3 separate regions of the Ovis aries genome follow, and all the other regions are linked to region 3. Evidence: chromatin contacts called from public Hi-C data. All regions are on one chromosome and are shown on one strand. Each heading gives the region's core, a stretch centred on a gene start, on an enhancer-like site or on the middle of the called end of the contact. The rest is flanking DNA. Distances are from core to core; before and after follow the strand shown. Region 1 holds the start of ANKRD44 (ankyrin repeat domain 44). Region 2 overlaps ANKRD44 (ankyrin repeat domain 44). Region 3 overlaps ANKRD44 (ankyrin repeat domain 44).

Region 1 (4,274 bases), core at 1,020-3,519, 130 kb after region 3:
GGCAAGAAAGACCACACAGTTCCTGGACCTAAGGCCTCCCAGAAACCATAATTGTTCACCACTCTACCCCACCCAGTCCACCTCCTCTCCCTCAGGCTTTGCCCCATAGGCTGTCAACTTCTAGGTGTCCATGAATCTTAGAACTCCTTAGTTTCCTGTTATGCAGCAGGAGATGGAATCAAATAAACATTATACAACCCTTTCTTGCCCTCCACAGTGAGACTAGTTTGTTGGGGGAAGGGTGGGGATGTATTCAAAAACACTTTAAAAGAGAAACTCTTTGAAAAGTTCTACTCGGACAAGTCCTGGAGAATAACTTTCTAAAATCAAAAAATACTTTTCACCAGGGTTGATCCTGATTTAGCAGAGGATGCCTTCTTGTCAGCCTTTCAACACAGCTGATGACAAGACAGCAGGAGATATCAACCATCCCTAGAAGAAAGGACAGAAATCTGGAAGGCAGGAGACAGGAGTGCATCTCTGCCCTACAAGTCCAAGAGCTGTGTCCTTGAGGAAGACTTGCTTCTCTTGTCTAGACCTCAGTTTCTTTGTTAAAAAATTAAGGATTTGGGTGAAGATCACCTTTGGCATCCCTTCCAGCTCTAAAGTTCTATGTAAAATTCTTTTGTGTATGTGAAAATGACAACACCTATTAGAAGCATTTTGTGTACTTTGAAGATGAATATTTAGAGATTAACAGAGAAGTAGAGTAACTTGCAATGGCAAAAGATAACATGACCAAGGCAGACTAAAATCGAAAGATTTAAAACAAATGTCTAACAGTTGTCAAAGTATGTGACTAAAAGGTGGGGGGTTGGGGGTAGGGCTAAACTAATATCAACTTACAAGTACTCTTAAATGCTCTGGAACCAATGGAAACAAATAGATTCATCACTACCAGCTGCTCCTCCTGCTAAATTTAACGATAAGGTTCATTTTAATTCAGTGATCCCTCCCCCATATAAAAAGAAAATTTTTAAAGCCTGTAAATACAGAAAGCAAAGCAAAACTTTGACTCTAAAGGCAGGAGAACAAATTACTGTGGTGATTGATTGCACTTAAGTCTCAGGAAGTTCTGGCTAGATACTGAGGACAGGGAGGCACCAGATGCAACCCACTTGAGAAGTATGAGATGTTTAAACACCAAGGGCTGGCATGTTTGACCGCCTGTGTCAAAGTCAAGTCTGCCTCTCCGCCTACCAGGACCTCAAAACAATGTTCATTTCACTATCCATGAATAAATGGCAAAAGAAATAAAAGGAAGCTGTTTCCTTTTTTCGTAGGAGGAGTTACAGAGTTTTGTCATACAACTTGGCTGGGCGCTTGTGTCAATGCCCTCAGAGCAGCAGCGTCCGAAAAGGTAGGGGTGTCTCGTGCCTCAGACCTCCAGCGAGGACTGTCAACCGAGCTAGCAAACATCCCCACCTCTCCAAGCAAAGGGCTCTAGAGCTACCCCGTGCTATGGCTTAGCCGGAAAGCGACAAAGCTCATCAACACAGGCAGAGGGTAGCCCACCGACTGTGAGTGGAACCCCGGGCCGAACTTCACCTCCTCTAGGGACAGCCGTGCCTGAGATCTCCATCGTGCACGACGCACACACAGCCCCTGGGCTACCAAAGAGGAAGTCAGGGTGTCACGTCAAAAGGATAAAGACAGCCCGACCACACGAGAGCCACGGTCTGGGCCGGTCTCCAGCTTGGCTGGGAAAAGGGTCCCAGGCTGCGATCCTTCTCCCTCTCCATCCACCTTCCTCTTCCCGGCGGCGCGCATCAGCCTCTCTCCCGCCCGCCCGGGCTGGAGGAGCCCAAGCTGCGCAGCGCCGGAGGAGCACCTCGAGCCTCCCCTCCCCCTGCCCAGCCCGGGCCCGTGGACAACGCACCCCCGCACGCCAGCTAGAGCCCCGCCGCCCCTTCCCCAACCCCCGGGGCGCCCCAGCCGCCGAGCCGAGCGCGCAGTTCCGACGGCCCAGGGCGGGGACCGAGCCGGGGAGGAGGGCTGCAGCCGCCGGCTTTCGGAGCAGCCGGCGGCCGCACACACTCCTCCCCTTCGCCGCGAGTAAACAGCTCGCGGGCGCGCTCCGTGCCGCGCCCCCATCCCCCTGCCGGGGCTCCGCGCCGCCCTGCGCCCGCGCGTCCCGCCCGCCGGCGCCGCCGCCCCCTACCTGGTCGGTGAGTTTGAGCACTGCCATTCTTCCGCTCCTTCGCGCGCACACACATACAGGTCCCCGGTCCGCAGATGTCACGCCAGGAGCCGGGGAAGCGGAAGGGATTGCCAAGGGAAGGGAAAAAAATCTGGCTCCCGAATTTGACAGCCCTCCCCCTGCTCCTCCTCCTCCTCCGCCTTCTCCTCCTCCTCCCGCCGAGAGGCTGACACTGGCTAGTAGGGTTTGCAGCCGAGCCCGCCCGCCTTTATACAGGAAGTACCGGCTGCTGCCAGCCGGGCCGCCACTGACATCACCGCGCGTTGCCTCGCTCGCCGCCGCGCCGCCTGGGCCGACGCTGCCTCCTGCCGCCCGCGGGCGCGCCTCGCAGCCCGCGGCTCAGGGTGCTCCCCGGCTCCCGCACCGGGCGCGCCACGGTAGGGTCAGACTGCCGCCTGCTTTCCGCACCTGCACACTGCGCGCGGGCTAGCGGGACCGGGCCCCCCGGTCGCCCACGCTGCCCCCCACGCAGAGCGTACACGTTTAGAGGCCCCCGGGCTGGGGAGGGGTGGGGGGTTGCTGATCGTGACCCCTCCCCTCGCCCTGTCTCACACACCGTCCCCCCCCCCACACACACACACACACAACCTCGTGAGCACTCCCTGTGGATACACCCGAGGGGCAATAAAGGCTGCATTCACTTGTAGCCAATTTCAAATCAGGAGATTGGACCACACGCCTTCCTCTAAACCTCTCCCTAGTCCGGAATCCGCCCAGCTCTTCAAATCATCCCACCTGGTCAGGGACCGCAAGGCTGGTGCTCTCTTTGTTTAATACAAGGAGACCCTGACTCATTCTTTAGCTAGTTTTTGTGAAACTCTTGGAGGGTAGGGAGGTGGGGCTCTGGCCCTTTTACCTTGTTCTCCAGCTACCTCCCTGCTAGACACGCAGAACCCCATCGTTAAATTCAAACATTGGGTTTTGATTTGGGGACGAAGAAGATGGAGCAACGTTACAGGAGAAGAAAAGGTCTTGTACTGCTGCGTTAATTGGTTTTTTGAGGGTTTCCACCAGTTGACCCACTCATTTCTACAAAATCCAGTTACCCTACTCTTCAACAGATAGAAGACCCAGCTGTAAAAGAGCATGGGACACACACACAACAGTAGTATATGTAATCATAGTAAAGTGTTAACCAGACCACCTGACCTGCCTCTTGAGAAATCTGTATGCAGGTCAGAAAGCAACAGTTAGAACTGGACATGGAACAACAGACTGGTTCCAAATAGGAAAAGGAGTACGTCAAAGCTGTATATTGTCACCCTGCTTATTTAATTTATATGCAGAGTACACCATGAGAAACACTGGACTGGAAGAAACACAGGCTGGAATCAAGATTGCCGGGAGAAATATCTATAACATCAGATATGCAGATGACACCACCCTTATGGCAGAAAGTGAAGAGGAACTCAAAAGCCTCTTGATGAAAGTGAAAGAGGAGAGTGAAAAAGTTGACTTAAAGTTCAACATTCAGAAAACGAAGATCATGGCATCTGGTCCCATCACTTCATGGGAAATAGATGGGGAAACAGTGGAAACAGTGTCAGACTTTATTTTTTGGGCTCCAAACTCACTGCAGATGGTGACTGCAGCCATGAAATTAAAAGACACTCCTTGGAAGAAAAGTTATGACCAACCTAGATAGCATATTCAAAAGCAGAGACATTACTTTGCCGACGAAGGTCCATCTAGTCAAGGCTATGGTTTTTCCTGTGGTCATGTATGGATGTGAGAGTTGGACTGTGAAGAAGGCTGAGCACCAAAGAATTGATGCTTTTGAACTGTGGTGTTGGAGAAGACTTTTGAGAGTCCCTTGGACTGCAAGGAGATCCAACCAGTCCATTCTGAAGGAGATCAGCCCTGGGATTTCCTTCGCAGGAATGATGCTAAAGCTGAAGCTCCAGTACTTTGGCCACCTCATGTGAAGAGTTGACTCACTGGAAAAGACTTTGATGCTGAGAGGGGTTGGGGGCAGGAGGAGAAGAGGACGACAGAGGATGAGATGGCTGGATGGCATCACAGACTCGATGGACGTGAGTCTGAGTGAACTCCAGGAGTTGGTGATGGACAGGGA
Region 2 (4,185 bases), core at 952-3,451, 80 kb before region 3:
TAGGATCTTTTCTCTAGCTCAATCTTGTATGATTATAGCCTGAATTGAAAAGATTTGGAAAGTAAAGGAAGATGGAAGCAAACTTGAAAACTTACTGAAATAATATTTTTTGGGGAAAGGAGCACTAACCAAAAAAAAGAATACGATGCCATCAGCGACCACAAAATGTACAATGGAGGAGAGCTCCTAAAAGCTATCTGATTACAGAGTCTGCATCTTGGCTGGGAGAAATGCAGACAGTTCAAAAGACTCAAAAGTCTGGGAACCACTTGCTGTGCTAAGTCGCTTCAGTCGTGTCCGACTCTGTGTGTCCCCATAGACAGCAGCCCACCAGACTCTCCCATCCCTGGGATTCTCCAGGCAAGAACACTTAGGAATGAGGATTTAAGACATATTTCCCTCCAACAAAAAAGTGATGATGGTCCAAGACTCTTAAGGAGAGAGAAAACAGAAATTGCAGAGTTGACATTCATTTGTCCCTAGGTGGTGCTATTTCTTTAAATTTTGCTCCAGTATTTTCTCTTAAATTTAAGACGAAAATATAACTAATTAGCATTTAGTTAAATATACATAAAGCCATAAATACTTCATTGTTTAGATAACACCTTTATCAATATTTAAACAAGAGTTTTCCACGCCTAGAAAAGAGCTTAAAGGCTAGGAGTAACCACCAACCTGGAGGTAACTAAATTGTAGTCAGAGAGCCAAAGCAGGAGTGACCAGTTTCTAGGGAGTACAGCTGATAAAGCTTTCCCCATTACAGAGATAGTAAACTCCATACCCTTTTTCCCTTGGAGTGCTTGTGCCTTTGGTAAAGGAGAAAACAGAGATGCCCATTTTAGGTAAAATAAAAAGGATGGCAATATGGTCAACAGTGATGTTTGCTTCAGATCTATTCTTGAAGATCTTTGCCTGGGCTCATCTACTTCTAAGGCCAGTTCTTAGTTGATTCTTTTTTTTTCTCATGGAGAAAGAGATGGGTGGCAAGAGGTTGGGTATTAAGAGTGTCATAGCAGTCACTGTGGGGCAGCTTTGTTTATATGCTATAGGTAGAAAAGGAACTCATTTCAAAAAGTCATTAAAACCAATGAAGGTCAAAAAGCAAGTACTTTTTATTTAGCTTTTACAAGTTAGAATTAACAATATTCAGGTTGAGACTAGAGATCCTACTGAGTTTCACTATCTGCCTGAGAAATTTTTCACGCAGGGATGGGGGTGGTGGGTTTTTCTTTGCTGTTGCTGCTCCTAGAACTTCAGACGGATATAAAACATTCCTTGAATTCTCAAAGGAGAAAGTGAAAGTGAAGTCGCTCAGTTGTGTCTGACTCTTTGCAACCCCGTGGACTGTAGCCCACCAGGCTCCTCCGTCCATGGGATTCTCCAGGCAAGAATACTGGAGTGGGTTGCCATTTCCTTCTCCAGGGAATCTTCCCGACCCAAGGATGGAACCCAGGTCTCCCCCATTGCAGGCAGATGCTTTAACCTCTGAGCCACGAGAAGGAATGTTCAATTCTCTCACTTATTCTAAGCTTTGCTTTTAGAAAAATATTTCTTCATTTCTAGTCTCCTTAACAATTCTAGGTACATTTCCCTACCAGATTTAGGGCATGGAAAATTTTTTTACCTGGAACACTTAAGAGACTCTCCTATTGACTTATGGTTCTGCCATAGGTCATGAAGCAAAACCAGTAAGGACTAAGAATATTTTATGACAAATATAAGTACTCTTTCAGGGCAGTATTCACCATCATCCAAGAAAGATTAATCCTTGCACTAAATAGAGCATTTCAATTTTCTTGACCAATATCCTCAGAAATCCATTCATTTTTTTCTTCCACTTCTAATGCCTTCTTTCTTTGTGTGCTCAGTTGTGTCTGACTCTTTGAGACTCCATGAATTGCAGCCTGCCAGGCTCCCCTGTCCATAGGATTCTCCAGGCAATGATACTGGAGTGGGTTGCCATTTCATCCTCCAGGGGATGCTCCCAACCCAGGGATCGAACCTATGTCTCCTGTGGCCCCTATACTGGCAGGAGGATTCTTTCCTACTAGCCACCTGGGAAGCCCTGCCTTCTTTCTTCATCCTCCCTCAAACCTTCTCTAAGCTTAAATACACAGCTACTCCCCAGGAACCTGAAGGCGCTGTGTTCTCCATGAACAGTACCCCTGTTGTCAGGCAGCTCAGTGGACAATAAAGCCTTTACAGCTGCAGTTCCCAACCTTTTTGGCACCAAGGACTGATTCCATGGAAGACAATTTTTCTAGGGACCGGGGTGGGAGTGGGAAAGATTTTGGGTCAATTCAAGCACATTACATTTATTGTGCACTTTATTTCTATTATTATTACATCAGCTCCACCTCAGATCATCAGGGATTAGATCCAGAGGTTGGGGACTCCTGTTCAAGAGGATAATGCTAAGGTCAGCTGGAGGAGGGGGCATCAGATATGGTCAGAAACCCAAAAGGGCTTCCTAACTCAATGGAAGAGCAATCTAATACCTTGGTTTGCAAAAAGCTATAGATGGTCAAATTTTTAATGGTTCAAAAGTGGGAGATGGTATGTGGTTACCTCAGACCTTAACCTCCCTGCTTTGCTCACTTCCTCTCCCAAGTTCCAAGGGACATGTCGCTCTTAATACTTACTCTTGCTTATTCCAATTTCATCTTCAACCTCTGCAATGCAATTATAGAATACAATTTGGTCCTAGTACACAGAAAAAGAGAGCTGGTCTGCTTTAGTAAACTGTGATGGGCTTTAAGTTAAGTGATCTAAGGGCCCATGGGCAGAAAAGAATTGAGACCATAGGCAGGTGGTATGTTAGTGACCAGGAGGTATGTGACCTGGCAATGGTGATTTTTGAACCTATTTTTCTAAGTCATATCCAGTGAAGCCATATGTAACTATTTTTTTTAAAGCTTAGTTTGAAAGCTTGCCAAAAAAGAGCCTTGAGATGCTACAGAAATAACAATGTGTTCTCTACTAGAGAAGAGAAATTATTTCATATTTTCTCATGCTCGTCCTATTTGCAAAAAACAAGTAAACTGTCAACAGCTTATTGTATAAAGTATTGCATCTCTATTATTTTATAATAATTAAGCTTTCTGACATCACTATATTCAAAATCAAAGACAGGGCCATGGTCAATTTAAGCAAAATGAGGGGCTTTAAAATGCATGCCGGACACACAGTCTTTCTCTCATCTCCATCATCTTGAAATTTCTCAAGATGACACTCTCAGTGTTTTGGGAGGACAGAGGAAAACAAAGTGAACATGTGAATAGGAACTGGCTACACTTCAATATGCTATTTCCTTAGAACTTTGACAAATCTAAACAAATACAAACTGTCTTGCAATTTACAAACACTTTCAAAATCCAAGGGCAATGTGGTGCAGAATGATAACAGCCTCCACTCAGACTGAATGGCTTCATGGAAACATTAGACGATCCATGCATCCAGAGAGAATCTGGGATAACTAATAAAGAGTCAAGAGAATTCGTATGTAGATAGAGAAGACGAAGGGAGGCTGAGGGAGAAGGCTAGATTTGATTCAAAATCCCATTTACACAGATTGTCTTAATAGTCACTCAGTCGTGTCCAACTCTTTGTGACCCCGTGGACTGTAGCCTACCAGGCTCCTCTGTCCATGGGATTTTCCAGGCAATAGTACTGGAGTGGACTGCCATTTCCTTCTCCAGAGGATCTTCCCAACCCAGGGATTGAACCCGGGTCTCCCGTATTGTAGACAGCCGCTTTACCATCTGAGCCACCAAATTAGATAATACATAAACACAAGTCTCAGACGTTTTTTTTGTTTGTTTGTTTGTTAATGGTGCCTCTTAAACTTTATTGATAATTAGCAGTCTACAGGAAAAATTAACTATTAAAGTAGCTATGCTTTCCATGTCCATTTTGTACGGGAGAAGAAAAGGCTGCCATAAACCAAGACACTATACTTAGTTGAAGTCCCTTATCCAGTCTGAACTGGCCACTAATCAGTTATCTGGGAGGAGTAGGTATGTGTGGCAGAAAGTGGGCTTCCAGCTTCAGTATCAGGCACACTGAAAACATCAGTTGGCATGTTTTACAGAGGCAATGGAGAGCATCAGATAACCCTGTGAATCAATTAGGTGAGGCTGGTGAAGAGAGATACTTTAACTTCAATAATATTCCTTTCTTTGGAGG
Region 3 (4,279 bases), core at 1,358-3,857:
ACTATCTGGCCACCACTGTCCTTGGTGAAAAATCGACAGACTTCCCTGGTGGCTCAGTGGTAAAGAATTAGCCTTCCAACGCAAGAGACATGGGTTTGACCCATGATTCAAGAAGATACCACATGCCATGAGACAACTAAGCCTGTGAGCCACAGCTATTGAGCCTGTGCTCTAGAGCCCATGCTATGCAACAAGAGAAGCTGCTGCAATGAGAAAATCGCACACCGAAATCAGTGAGTAGCCCTGCAGCAATGCAGACCCAGCACAGCCAAAAGTAAAAAATAGTAAGTTTTTAAAAATTAAAATAGGCAACCACAAATTGGCTCAACATAAGTAATAAAAGAGGTTTAGTCATTCACTCAACATGTGTTGCAAGGACTGGACCGGGCCAGTGAGCAAATGAGAATGAGTGACATAGCAGTCATGTCATCAAACACATAGTTTCTCAAAAGTAAAACACAGACATAAATAACTCAAGTAAAGTGATCAGTGAGGTACAAAGAGCTAAGGGATTTGGGAGGTGGAAGAGAAAGCAGCAGAAAGGAAGTTGAAAATTAGGCCAACTTAACAGAGGAAGGATCAATAGAAGGCCTGAAAGGACAGGTGGGATCAAAACAGTGGACAAGTGAGGAAAGAATAAATGCCAGCAGGCTGAGTAATTCCATTTGGTTGATGCATATTGGTACTGGGAAATAAAGTCTGGAAAAACACAAAGAGGCAAAGCTGAATGAGACTCTTCTTCTATCTGGATCAGTTAATCAAAGCGTATTTATACCAAAGAACAGGCAACCCATCAAAAGGCACAGAAAGATGAAGAAGAAAAAAGAAAGCAAAAAAGTCAGAGCCCAGAGCAGAAAAGAAAAATTAAGTGACTAAATAGGGATAAAGAGAGAAAAGCAAAGGATGAGAAGGGAAGAAAGACAAAAACTGTCTTCTTGCTAGCAAGAGGTGCTTCCCTGATTTACCTCCCCTCCTTGACACTGAAATGTCTGGGAGCAGCCACTCTTCTATCCTAAAATCAATCTTTGGGCTTAGATTTCTAATCCAGATTTATCTTCCATCTCCCTATGCCCTTTGTTAACGATCACTTCCCCTAAACTGTCTAATCCACCGCCAGCAGTCACTGTGACTGATCCCGAAGGAATGCCGACCAAGGAAAACCACTGAAGAGGACAGCTCAGTGTCAGCAACATACTTGATAACAGAGTAGAGGAGCAAATGATCCTTATACTCACCTGAGGAAGGGAAAGGGGGATGTGAAGAGGGAGGCTGTAAGAGGTACGAGTGGAGGAAAGGGTCTGTGGACCCAGAGGAGCCACACGACCAACCTAAGAACTCAGGCTCCTCTTAGGCTTGCTGTCCACTCATTTAGCCACTCACACTCATTCCTTCCTCTCTCCTTATCCACCCTTCTCTGCTGTCACATCCAACCGCTGCCACACATCCAACAGCAACGACAAAGCACTTCCCGCAGCAGCCTCAGTGTATACCTCACTTCCTTAGTCCCTCATGATTCACACAGGCCCCTAAACAGTGTCCCAGCTTTTCCATTTCAGAAATACGACATAGTATGATTTCTCACTTGTTGCCTTCTCTGCCACACTGTAAGCTCACGAGGGAAAGAGCTATCTTTTCAACTGCTGTATCCCCAGCACCTTACATAGGATCCAGACTCAGTAATTAACTGTCAAATTAACAACACACTACACAGATGACTAAGGGGTATCACTTGAATTACCTAAAACCAGAAATTGGTATAGCCAAGACAGCAACTTGTTCACCAAAGTCACTGTTCTCTGACACTTTGGGGACACAGTTACACTAACTTCCCAACCTCTTCTGTAGTTAGCTGTGGCATGGGATGAGTTCTGGGCAGTGGGATGTGAGTAGAAGTGATTATGCCACAGCCAAGCTGTCCCATAAAATCTTCCCAGGCTTTGCCTCCACATTCTTTTTTTCCCTTCTTGTTGGACTGTTGACACACCCCTTGAATGACCTTAGAAGCTACATGCTGATACCTGGGACTCTATGTAGAAAAGAACCACCGCTCTAATCTGCTCATAAGAGAACTAAACACCTCTTATGTTTGAGCCATCTGTGTGTTATAGCAGTTAACCTCCCCTAATCTTTACCAGCTAGCAGCTGTTTGTCACTTTCCTAAGGAAAAATTAAAGGCTTTCAGAGGACAGTACACTCTTTCTTGGTACACAGGACTGCAAAAGTCCTGCTTGTTGATGATTATCAGGGAAGATAGTAACCTTGCCTTGGGCTGGCCTGGGTGGGGCCCACAACACAGAACAGGCTGGATGAATTCTGGTGGTGTCAGAACACAGATGATCAGCTTGCTTGCCTCGCCTCCTCTCAGAAGTATAGGGCCCCATGGGCCCTAGACAAATGCCCAGTTGCCTTCTCAAGTAGTCTGGCCCTGACCACATCTGTGCTTACCTGGCTAAAATGTCACACCACATTGCTCTGCTGTTGTCAGTGCCAGTTGGGGAGAAACTGCCAAGAGCTTTTTCAAAAAGCCACAGCAACCTACATTGCCACTAAACAATGGGTGGCAGTGATGACTCGCCTTCTGAATAAAACATGTGGCGGAGCGGACAGAGATGCAACCTCAGACAGAATGCATTTCCCAGTGGCAAAGCTCTTCTTGTACCGTAGATGTGTCTGAGTCTGTTGTTTCTCCTGAACACTTGGGACTTCAAAGAGAACTCCTCTCCCTGACAGACTGGAGCATGTAGGTAATTGCATTATATTAAGAGAATTAGTAGCATGTACTATACATAATTGCTTGTTCAATCTAGGTCTAGGAAACTATTAAAAGGATAAATTATTGACTAACTCTTTTCACCTTTCCTCAGTGCAGGTTTATGTCAAGAACTTCCAGATTCAGTGGTTCTTAATCTTTAGGGGATCATGAACCCTTTTAAGAGTTTGATGAAATGCCTTGACCCTTTCATTACACAAATTGTCCACAAGTGCATGCACACATTACGTACGACTTCAGGGTACACACAGGATGCCAAGTTCATCCACTCATTCCGGGTTCATGGACCCTCTAGTGCAGAGGGCAGCAAATTTTCCCTCCAGAGGGCCGGAGAATAAATATCTGGGGTAGGCCACATACTGTCTCTGTCACAGCTGCTCAACTCTGCTCCTGCAGTAGGAAAGCTGTCCTTCCCGTGTTCCAAACAAACTTAATTTGTAGATATCAAAATTTGAACTTCATACAATTTTCCTAAGTCACAAAATATTCTTTTTTTTTCATTCTTTTTTCAGCCATTTAAAAAATTAAACCATTCCTAGCCAGTAGCTTGTACAAAAACAGGTGACAAACCATAGTTTGTCAACTCCTGTTTGTAAGGCATGGGTTCTCTAGAACAAAGTTTCTATCTCTATTTTCACTGACTTCTAACTGAAACTTCCCATTTCTTCACATTATGAATGCAGGCAGCAAACCTTAGTGTTGGCAGAAATCACAGGCACATTCATGCCACGTTACAGTGGTGGCAGATAACACAAAATATTGATCAGGCTCACCATTATTTTTAAATTATGGCCATTATTAGATCTCCTACTGTATCTTACCATTTAAATGTGTTGATAAACACATATATTATTATATGAAAATTTTGATTCAATAACTATATTTCAAAATAATTGATTTCCATTTGAATCCTATATATTTTATTTAGAGCATTTCAAAACAGAATTCTGAGAAGTGGGCCAGGGCTTTCACCAGACACCGAAAAGGTCCATGGCACAGAAAAGGTGAAGAGGGTCTGGGGAGGCAAAGCCAGAGCATCTCCTACCAGAGCATTCACATCTTCTGTTTTGTGGATGAGCATCCGTATCTCCTCTGGATCACCGCTGAAGATTGCTTGGACCAGTGGTGGCTGTAAACACAGGAGAACTGGAATTAGAACTGTAATTAAATAACTGGACTGCACTCAGATGCAGATGGCTAGAAGATCTATTCCCCAAAAGTTTATTCAACAATTATCAATTGGCAGACAAAGATGAACATGGCCTGGGTCCACCCTTGCTCGAAGTCCAGCAGGGGAGTTATTTGCATCAAGAAATAACTATAATATGATTTGAAAGCCATGACAGACAGTCACATCTAATCTGGGGCTATGAGTGTAACACGAAAATCACCACTAGTTGAAAATGTCCTTGGATGGTCCTTAAATTACCTATCAAGCAAACTACCAAATCTGTGTTTTTGTGCATAGGGTCCCCTGCCATTCCCCAGCTTCTCATTAGACAATGCTCC

Evidence for each region. Hi-C and Micro-C count contacts between places; a contact is called where the count stands out from the background.
Region 1: a contact with region 3 is called in a Hi-C map of hypothalamus, with 4 times the contacts expected there. The contact joins the promoter of ANKRD44 here to the enhancer-like site in region 3. A contact is called at or near these places in 11 of 16 Hi-C or Micro-C datasets (blood, hypothalamus, liver and 5 more).
Region 2: a contact with region 3 is called in a Hi-C map of hypothalamus, with 3 times the contacts expected there. The contact joins two enhancer-like sites. A contact is called at or near these places in 5 of 16 Hi-C or Micro-C datasets (blood, hypothalamus, liver and 2 more).

What each region holds. Positions count from the first base shown.
Region 1 is chr2:199,623,781-199,628,054 of ARS-UI_Ramb_v3.0, forward strand. ANKRD44 (ankyrin repeat domain 44) reads right to left here and starts at 2,270. Exons shown (of 28, transcript XM_042244028.2): 1 at 2,162-2,270. The coding sequence starts at 2,188.
Region 2 is chr2:199,417,935-199,422,119 of ARS-UI_Ramb_v3.0, forward strand. The region is part of intron 8 of ANKRD44 (ankyrin repeat domain 44); the gene reads right to left. Among named protein-coding and RNA genes, the nearest start is that of PGAP1, 160 kb to the left of the region's middle. Within about 2 kb of position 2,202, at least 7 of the 54 cell types and tissues checked have an H3K27ac peak or open chromatin away from gene starts, as enhancers often do. A contact at or near this core is called in hypothalamus, where this site is marked.
Region 3 is chr2:199,497,649-199,501,927 of ARS-UI_Ramb_v3.0, forward strand. It overlaps ANKRD44 (ankyrin repeat domain 44), which reads right to left. Exons shown (of 28, transcript XM_042244028.2): 2 at 3,816-3,899. Among named protein-coding and RNA genes, the nearest start is that of ANKRD44, 130 kb to the right of the region's middle. Within about 2 kb of position 2,608, at least 12 of the 54 cell types and tissues checked have an H3K27ac peak or open chromatin away from gene starts, as enhancers often do. A contact at or near this core is called in hypothalamus, where this site is marked.